Regions from separate parts of the Ovis aries genome. Here region 2 is linked to region 1. Evidence: chromatin contacts called from public Hi-C data. All regions are on one chromosome and are shown on one strand. The core of a region is the stretch at or near the end of the contact, and the rest is flanking DNA. Distances in the headings are between cores, read along the strand shown. Region 1 overlaps NAV1 (neuron navigator 1). Region 2 overlaps NAV1 (neuron navigator 1).

What was found. A called contact is a pair of places that touch in the nucleus more often than the background predicts.
Region 2: a Hi-C map of hypothalamus shows a contact between it and region 1, with 4 times the contacts expected there. The contact joins two enhancer-like sites. A contact is called at or near these places in 7 of 16 Hi-C or Micro-C datasets (blood, hypothalamus, liver and 2 more).

The regions. Positions count from the first base shown.
Region 1 is chr12:80,034,523-80,038,826 of ARS-UI_Ramb_v3.0, reverse strand. NAV1 (neuron navigator 1) reads left to right here. Exons shown (of 33, transcript XM_042229499.2): 18 at 2,131-2,214; 19 at 2,337-2,448. Among named protein-coding and RNA genes, the nearest start is that of IPO9, 22 kb to the right of the region's middle. Within about 2 kb of position 1,721, at least 14 of the 54 cell types and tissues checked have an H3K27ac peak or open chromatin away from gene starts, as enhancers often do. A contact at or near this core is called in hypothalamus, where this site is marked.
Region 2 is chr12:80,189,847-80,194,482 of ARS-UI_Ramb_v3.0, reverse strand. The region is part of intron 1 of NAV1 (neuron navigator 1); the gene reads left to right. Among named protein-coding and RNA genes, the nearest start is that of NAV1, 20 kb to the left of the region's middle. Within about 2 kb of position 1,727, at least 10 of the 54 cell types and tissues checked have an H3K27ac peak or open chromatin away from gene starts, as enhancers often do. A contact at or near this core is called in hypothalamus, where this site is marked.

The DNA.
Region 1 (4,304 bases), core at 472-2,971:
CTTGCTTGGGCAACGGTGGTTAGTCGTGGGTCAAAATTAACAGGCTCCCGGGAGCCCTCTGCCCCGTCTGGGGCATGGCCTGTCTGTTCACACCTTGTCCTGCACCGCCCCAGGCTGGGCGCTGGAGCTCCAGCTGGCGAGGCTTTAGGAGCCAGCCCCTGCCCGCGGCCACAGTGGCCTCAGCTCTTCAGGACATGAGCTTCGCTGGGGACCCGCCTTCTCATCCCCTCCCTCAGCCTGCCAGAGTCGGCCCATTTAGACCGTCTCTCGTGGCCTCGGTTTCTCCACCCCGCACGATGGGGAGAAACAGCTGCCCCGAGCAAGGCCGCGGCAGCGTCTCCCCAGCGGCCAAGCTGCAAACAGAAGACATAAGAGCCATTTTCCCCAAAAGCTGTAAACAACAGCTGAGCCGGGTCTCCGGAGCCTTCCAAGTATTTGCACAGAGCGGCCGTGTCTGCAGTTTCCGCTGGTTTCCTCTCTCCCCTTCCTCCCGGGGGAGCCCAGCTGTCCGGCCTTGGTCTCCCATGGAGCCGAGACTGCGCCGCGAGTCTGGGCGTCCCCAGCACGTCCCGGCGGCCGCATCCTGCCCGCACCCCGGCTCCGTTTCTTCCCTTCCCCAGGCTCCCAGTGGTCAGTGTTTGCTCACCAGCTTGTCTGCAGCCCGTGGCAGGCTTTTCCCCACAGCTGGGACACAGAATAGAGAGAGAAACAAGACCCGTCTTTCTACTTGGCCTGCGCCCCACGCCCACCAAGGCCATCACACCGCAGACCCGGGGAGTCCCTGTCTGGGGTCCCCAGGGGCAGAGAGTAGGAGCGCGTCTGACCCGTTGACCCTGCACCCCACCAGTGCCTCACTCTCCGGGGCGGGGGGCGAGCTGGGTCCGGACAGTGGACTTGGAGGGCGACTCTGAGAGCAGGACGTGCCCCTGGCTGAGAGCCACCTCTCCTGGGGATCAGAGGCAGCCTGGCCCCGAGGGTCGGAGCCCTGCCCTCAGTGCGAGCCCCGACCCCAGCGCTCTGGAAGGCCCTCGGTCCCGATTTCAGACCCTGGGCCCTGTTCCTGGGCCTCCCCAGCTACCCACGCTGGGCAGCCTGGACACCCTGCCCTGCCTCTCACCAGCCTTTCTCTGGGTTCCCAGCTGAGCTCTGGCCACTCTGGACCACCTAGTGGGCGGGGATGATGGGGAGGCGGGCGGCAGCACCCCCCAAGGAGAGGGAGCCCAAGACCAAAGAGGCTGGGGTGGGCCCCAGGAGCCAGGGTCTGAAGGCCTCTCATGAGGGGACCCGTGTCCACAGATGGGTGGGAAGGAAGACACCAAGCAAGAGGGGCCCCGGGGCCGGGAAGGCAGGAGTCCAGCACACAGGGGCACTGCTCCCTGGATCCGAGAGGCCTCCAGACTCCTCGAGGGCAGGGGCGAACCCTAGGGTTGACTCCCAGGGAGGCAGACGCCGGGCGACAGGGAGCAGGGGTCGATAGGAAGCAGGGGTTGCAGGCCTCAGAGCTCTTCGAGGGGCATCCCCCGCCCACCCCCAGCCCCCTCCCCATCGCAGTTGGCTTAGACGCCCCCCAAGGCTGGCCCTCTCCTCTGTGAGCTCCCACTTCCCGAGCCCCCCAGCTGGCAGAGCTGGAGCTCTGCCCTCCCGGCCTGACCCCCTCCTCTCTGCCTTGTGGGCCCCTCACCCCTCCCCGCCCTGCAGTCCTCTTGGGGACCCCTCGCTCCTGTGGAGCAGGCCTGACACCTAGCGGCCAGACGCGGAATTGCCCCGAGGGCCTTGAGCTGGATCTGTCGGAGGAAAGCGGGAGAACTGGAGCAGAGGCCCCGGGGCGCCTGGGTCCAGGCCGTTCTGGGGGGTGGCGGGCTCGGCGAGGAGTGACGCTGGGCAGAGCCAGGGCCCCAGAGGGGACGCCTCCCCGGGGGTGGGAACAGCCAGGCCTCTAGACGCCTCCAGAGACCTGCCGGACCGTGATGATGCCTGTGCCCCAAAGCATGTCTTCAGGCCAGAGTGGGAAGCAAGGTTTAAGGGCTGCCAGGAGGCTGGTTGGCACTGGTCCTCCCTGAGACCCCCAGAGTCAGCCAAGCCGCCCCCCATGCCCCGGCACCTGAGGCGTCCCGTGCCCATCTGTTTCAGGCCAACCTGGTGGCGGCCTTTGAGCAGAGCCTGGTGAGCATGACCTGCCGCCTGCGGCACCTGGCCGAGACCGCCGAGGAGAAGGTGAGGCCTCCCCAGCCCCAGCGCGCACCCGTCCTGCCCTCCCTGTCAGGCCTGCAGAGCGCGGGCCCAGCCCGCAGAGCAGGAGCCCCAGCCCACCTGACACCTCTCCTGTTCCTCCCTAGGACACTGAGCTGCTGGACTTACGGGAAACCATCGACTTCCTGAAGAAGAAGAACTCTGAGGCGCAGGCTGTCATTCAAGGGGCCCTCAGTGCCTCAGAGGCCACGCCCAAAGGTAGGCCCTCTGGCCAGAGGTGGGACCGGGCCAGAAGGAGGGTCACTGCAGGGCTTCTCTGTCTCCAGAATGTGCCGGCAACTTCCAGAAGGTGAGGGTCCTGACAGTGAGGAGTGGCGGGGACATGGCCCCACCACCCGAGGGACTCAGGGAGACCAGGGCTCCTCTCCCTGGACCCCAGATGACTGCCACAGACAGTTGTTGAAATAGCACTTCAAGTTTCAAACTCCAGATACCCCTGCTGTGCAGCCCAGCAGTCACTCTCCTTGGAATTTCCCCAAAGGAGCAGAAATATCACATCCCCACAAAAAGCTAGATGTGGGTGTTTACGGCAGCTTCTTTCACAGTCGCCAAAACTCAGGAGCAACCCAGCTGTCCTGCATGGACAAACGTATGGATAAACGGTGCTGTGGCCAGACGATGAGCTGTCGCTCAGCACTGAGTGCTCTAGCCGCACGGTGACAGCGACGGAGGAAACGTCCGTTACTCAGTGACAGAGCCCGTCGGGAAAGGCTGCGTGTTCTGTGATGCCGACTGCAGGGCGTTGTGGGAGAGACGAGACTCGGGCAGTGAAAGGGTGGGGCAGGGGGTGGGGGTGCCCAGGCCAGGGCGCAGCATCCGTAGGGCCGTGACGGCACTCTGGAGGACGTGGGGACGGGGGCGCAGGTCCTTGTCCATCTGTCTGAACCCCCAGAAGGTGGCGCTGAGTGGCCCCCAGTGTAGGCTGTGGGCTCTGAGTGCTGCTGAGACGCCAGGGCGGCGGCGGCGTCTGCAGAAGACGCAGCATGCGGTGGGGGTGCCCATCGGGTGTCCCTGCACGTGGGGGCAGGAGGTAGGGCAACTCTGCACCCTCTCAGTCTTGCTGGGAACCTGAAGCTGCTCTGAAGAGCTAGCGCTTTCCCTTGACAGCGTGTGTGCGTGCACAGACGTGTGTGTGACCGCCTTTGGCACTCAGTTCGGTTCTCTGAGGGGAAAGAAGCTACCCTTCGAGTGAGACGGAGATCACGTGGTTCTCAGCGCTCAACGGAGAGGTCAGCCTTAGTTTTAAGTGATTCTGTGAGTTTGAAACATTTCAGAAAAGCAAGTGAGAGGGAAAGAGAACGTGTTCGGCCGTCAGCAGGAGGAGCGGTGTCCATGCCTCCCACCGTTTCTCCTGTCTCCTCTGCCCAGCTTGGCCACAGACACAGCCAGCCTTTAGGAGCGTCTGCAGGACGCCAGGCCCCGCTCTGATCGCTGTGCTTACATTGGCTCATCTAGTCCAGACAGCAGCCCTGCAAAGTGCGCTCTGTAGTTCAGAGTAAGACCCGAGAAGGCAGGAGACTTGCTTGAACACGGCTCCTCAGCGACAGGTTGGGGCGCTGAGCCTAGTTCTCCAAGTAGCCTGACTCCTCAGATACGTTTGTGAGGGATGGATACGTGCACCCTGCCTTTAGCTTTCGTGTGGTCCTCCTCCTTCTTGGTGACCCAGGTCCCGCTCGGCCAGGATTTCCAGGAGCCTTCAAAGAGAAAACGCTTAAAGCAGTGGCGCCTGACTCCATGTGGTTTGTAGGCAGAGAGCACATGCGCACGGCGCAGAAGCTCAAAGGCGCGAGAGACCTCCTAGCTTTGCCTTTGAAGACTGACTCTGAAGCACGTCCTTTGCTCTTGAAAGTACTGTATAGCGTGCTTTAAAATCCTAATTGGCAGCCTCACAACTAGCTAGGTCTCCAGGCGTCACAGTGAACAGTTGCTTTGCTGCCTTCCATTTTATTTCATGATTGACTGATTGTAAATTAAATTGATCACAAAAGCAACGCGTGTTCTGGAGGAAAATGCAAGCCAGGGGTTGGCAGACCATAGCTCATCTGGCTCACCAC
Region 2 (4,636 bases), core at 478-2,977, 160 kb before region 1:
AGGGCCCTGTGGCTCCCCTCCGCACCCCCAGCAGAGCAGCCCCTCCGCAGCGGGCCGCGCCCAGACTGAGTGGCCGGCCTGGGCTGGCAGCGGGGGGGCCGGCTGCATCTCAGCAGGAAGAGCCGAGGGGTCCTGGTGGGGTGGCTGCCCAGCCCCAAGCTGTGCTCGGGCGGCTCGCACGCAGCGGTCCCTTACCGGGCCCCAGGAGCTGGGCTGGAGCGGGCTCCGGGCTGCGGGGGCTGGTGGGGAGCAGGCGGCTGGGCCGGTCCTGCCCCGGTGCTCTGTCCGGGGTCTTGTCTGTAAGGCGGCCGGGGCCCAGGGAGGAGGTGGGCTCTGGGGCCCTGACCGTCGTCTGGACCCTGGACCCCTGTGCCTGGTGACCGCAGCCCGTAGGCTCTGTCGCGTCGGCCTCCTTTTCTGAAAAACGGGTGAAGGCTGCGCGGGTGCTGGGCGGTCAGGGAGGTGGCGCGTGGGCCTCATGAGCAGTGTTTGCCGGGACGGGCCGCCTGGGCCCTCGACTCAGCTGCCCTGACCCGTGGGGAGTGGCCACCCTGTTCAGAGGTGACAGGCTGGGCAGAGGGCAGCACAGGGGAGCTGCCCTGGGCTTGCTCTTGAGGAAACAGGCAGGAAATGTGACCCGGAGGAACCCCACGGAGAAGCTCGGATGGCAGAGGGCTGCCAGCTCACCCCACGAGAGGCCTCTGCCCGGTGTGGTTTCCTGGGGCAGCCGGGCTGGGCGGGGGTGGGCACAAAGGCGCAGCCTGGGGTCGAAGGACCCCAGCAGATCCCGCAGGTGCGAGGGTGTAGCGGGGTGACCCCTGGACCCGCACACCTGAGGCTGGTGGAATCGGATGCCTGGGGCATGTGCTCTGGGCCTAAACCACCCCCTTCCCGACTTCTCTGAGCCTCCGTTTCCTCTTCTGCAAGGTGAGGGCACGATTCCTGTTTGAAGGGGTGCCTGAGGTTAGGGGGTAGGACCACGGGGGCCCCGCAGGCCGCCCACCCACGGGGCCAGGCTGAGCACGGGCTCTGGGGGTATCTCCCCGGGTCCGGGCCGAGATCAGGGCTCCCCCTGCCCCCGCCCCTCCCCACCTCTCACGGGGGCAGGGGGGCGCGTCCCCGGGGGCTGACCCTGCCCGCTGGGTGGCTCCCCACCCGCCCTGCACCCCCATCGCCCCCGGCTCTGTAGGTCGGGGCCCTGGGGGACCACCAGGCTCAGGCCCTGCGTGGCGGGGCGTGCTTCTCAGGGGCTCCTCGCTGGGCAGCTTCTGAGGAACCTTTCCTCCATTTCTGAGCACCGGCAGGGCCCCGGGCCCTCCCCTCACCGCCCTCTGTCTCTGAAACCGGGAAAGAGGCTCTGCTGTGAGGGGTCTGTGTGACTGGATCGGGTCCCCTTGGATCACCCGGGGTCATCCCTGGTCCGAAACCCGACCACATCTGCCAAAGCCCTCATGTCGGGGCGGGGGACATGCTCATAGACAGGTGTCAAGCGTCAGGGAATCTTGGGGTCCTGGCCCCTGGCGGGCGGTGGTGGTCCCCCTCTCAGAGTGAGGCCGAGGGGTGCGTGAGCAGGGCCGTGGGGCCGGGGCGCGGTGGGTGCCTGGCTGCAGCTCGTCGCCCTGTGGTGCCCGGCGCCCGCACCCTCACGGGTCTCGGCAGCCCCAGCGCCGGGCCGGGGAGACACACAATGCGGCCTTGTGCTGTGTGGGGGCGGCTGCCAGCCGCGGGCACGGGGCCTGGCGCGCTCTCCCGGGGACGTGGCGTCCGCCCAGACCGCGGGGGAACAGGAGGGCCCCTTCTCCAGGCGGGCCCCGCGGGAACTGAAGCCCCTCTGTGGGGAAGAATCCCTCTCTTGTGAGCAGCTCTGTGGTTTGCAGAGCGTTTCACAATCGTTTTTACTAGCGGAGCCCCTGGGACCCGAGCACGATGGGGGCTGTGCCCACCCCCGCCTTCACGGTGCCCGCGGTCAGGCTGGACCCGCAGCCCCGGGGTGGGGAGAGTGAGGCCATCAGTCACCAAGGGCGCCAGACCCTCCCCCGCCCCCAGTTCAGCGAACTGAGCCCAGAGTCAGCACCGGCGCCCCGTGGCCCCTGCAGACGTCCCTCTGAAAGATCAGCAGGAAACGCTGCCTTCCCACCCTCAGCTTCTCGTGGTCCTTCTCACAGGCCCTGACCCCGCCCCGCCCCCTGGCTCGGGGGGGTTCCCCCCACCCCTGCCACCGTCCCCACCCCCAGCAAACCCAGGGTCTGACAGCTTCACCCTGTTCTCTGAGGACCCTCGCCTCGCCGCAGGGAGCACCAGCAGCTGCGTCCTCACCCGGCTCACACTGGAGACCCGGGCCAGGCCCACCGCCTCCAGGAAGCCCACTGCACCCTCCCCTTGGGCCCCTCCAGCCCCCGAGCGCCCAGGGATGCTGCTCAGAGCTCACGGCTTCGCACCCCAGCTTGGCCCTTCAGCTGCGCTGCAGCCTAGGGGGTTGTCCCAGCGACCCAGCGGCCTGCCCCTCGCCCATCCAGGCACTTGTCCCCCAGGGCTCTCTCCCTGCCCACCGCAGACCCCCAGGGACCCCGCTTCCCTTGGGAGTCAACCGTGTGGTGCCAAGACTCCTCGCCATGGGCCCTTCCCCCGAGTTCTAACAGTGCTCTCCTCCCGGTTGGCAGAGCCCGGATGGGCAGTAGCACACCTGAACAGCCTCCCTGCCCCCAGGGGGGACTCTCAGCTCCCTGCTGCTGTCTTCTCTTTCTGGGAGAGCTCCTCTCTCACTTCAGGTATATGCCCTGCCTACCGTTTTGTGTTTTTGCTTTTTGCTTAACGTTTGCTCAGGCGTTTTCCATCTCAATCAAAGCTCTGAACACACCCTTTTGCACGCTCTTCCTGTGTTTTGCACGCTCTTCCTGTGGGTGTTCTGCAGCTCGCTCACCTGCCCGTGGTCCCAGACCACCTGGCGCTGGCGTCAGTGGTCAGTGCCGCACCCCCAGCCACCGGAAGACAGGAGGTGACCAGCTGCCCTTCCCAGGATGCTGATTACGATCTTGAACCGGGCGGAGTTTGGAAATCAGTGTCCGGGCCTCCCCACCCTTCCCTTCCTGCCGGTCACACGGGAAGCTGCCGGCCACGGGGGCTCACGGGCACCGCACACTACGAGTGGGGAGGCAGCCCCTGGGGGGACAGGGGGGTTTCTCTGTAGGCTCTCTGGTGGGGCATCCCAGACCTGAGCCACCAGAGGGGCACCGACGGGTGAACGGGGCTCGTAGCCTGCTCAGGGGAGAGGGGCCTCCATCACAGGGACAGGGGGCCAGCCACCACTCTGCTCTGCCGCTGCGGGGCTCAGAGACGGGTCTCAGGGTACATCCTGCTTCAGCCGGCAGTCAGGGGCGCCTGCGTGTGCAGACAGTGCCGATGAGCCCTGGGCCGTCAGAGGAGGCACTGCGGTCCCACAGAGAGCAGGGGCGATAGGTCTGGAGGGCGTGCGGGGGCGGCTGCTGCGGGCCCCTCGCCTCCTCCACGCTGAGCCCCCGGTGCGGCCACGTCCTGGGGCAGCGCTTCTTGTCCCGGGTTGGCAGGTCTCGTGGGGAGACCTGGGCTGTTGACTCAGCACCAGCTCCCGCCGCATCCTAAGGCTGCGGCGCTGACCCTCCCTGAGCGGCTCTGTGTCTGTCCCTCCTGGGATGTGCGCGGGGGCGGGTCCGGCCGTCCGTGCCCCGCAGCTCCTGGGAGGGTCTCCGTGCCGCGCGCACACGCAGGGCCCCGAACGCGCCCGCTGCTTGCGGGGCGGGGCGGGGCGGACTTGGGCTGCCTGAGGACTGCCGCTGGGCGTGCGGTTGCACCTCCTCGGGCCTCAGTTTCCTCACGTGTAAGCAGGGATGTTGATCACCCCGTGAAGTTGTTAGGACTCGGCGAGGTAATGCAAGCAACACCCGGTGCACGGGGCCTGCCCAGGGGGTGCTCGGGGAGGGGGCGGGGCTCCACTGGGGGCCTCCCATCCCTGGGGTCTCTCTGTTCTGACAGCCCGGAAGTCTCGGGGGGGCTCTAGGTCACTGCCTTGAATTGGGGGGGGCGAGGCCCCACAGCTGTGCAGGGCGGGCCCCCTCAGCCCCCTCGCCCAGCTGCTTCCTGTGAGCAGGACCCCCGGAGAAGCGCGTTTCCTCCCTGTGCCAGGCACACCAAGCCGTCCGCTCCCCCTGCTGCCGGCAGCTCGGTGAGGCCCCGTCTCAGCCCTGAGGACAGGCAGCAGTGGGGGGGTCAGGCCGCAGGGAGAACCCCTCTGATGCCTGGGCCGGCCCTGGTGGGGGGCTGGGCTCTGTGAAGGAGTCCGTGTCCACAACTAACATCACCTTCTGTTCTTGAAGCAAACGATTCCAGGGAGCTTGAAGCCCCAGGGACACTCGAGGGTGTCCAGGCCTGGCCCTTGTCTTCACTTCCGAGGTGGTTGAAGAGAACCCTCTGTGATCTGAGGCCTGTGAGGCGTTCTAGATTCCCAGGGGTGTGTCTGCGTTTAAATAGTTATTTAAAAGGAGACGGGGTCTGAATGCAGTCTGTGAGCCTGGACGGGGTCTTTTTACTACAAAGAGCCCTGCAGACGGTGACCAAGCTCGAAGAGAATACGAGGGCCCAGTGGCGAAGCCGGAGTGTTGGC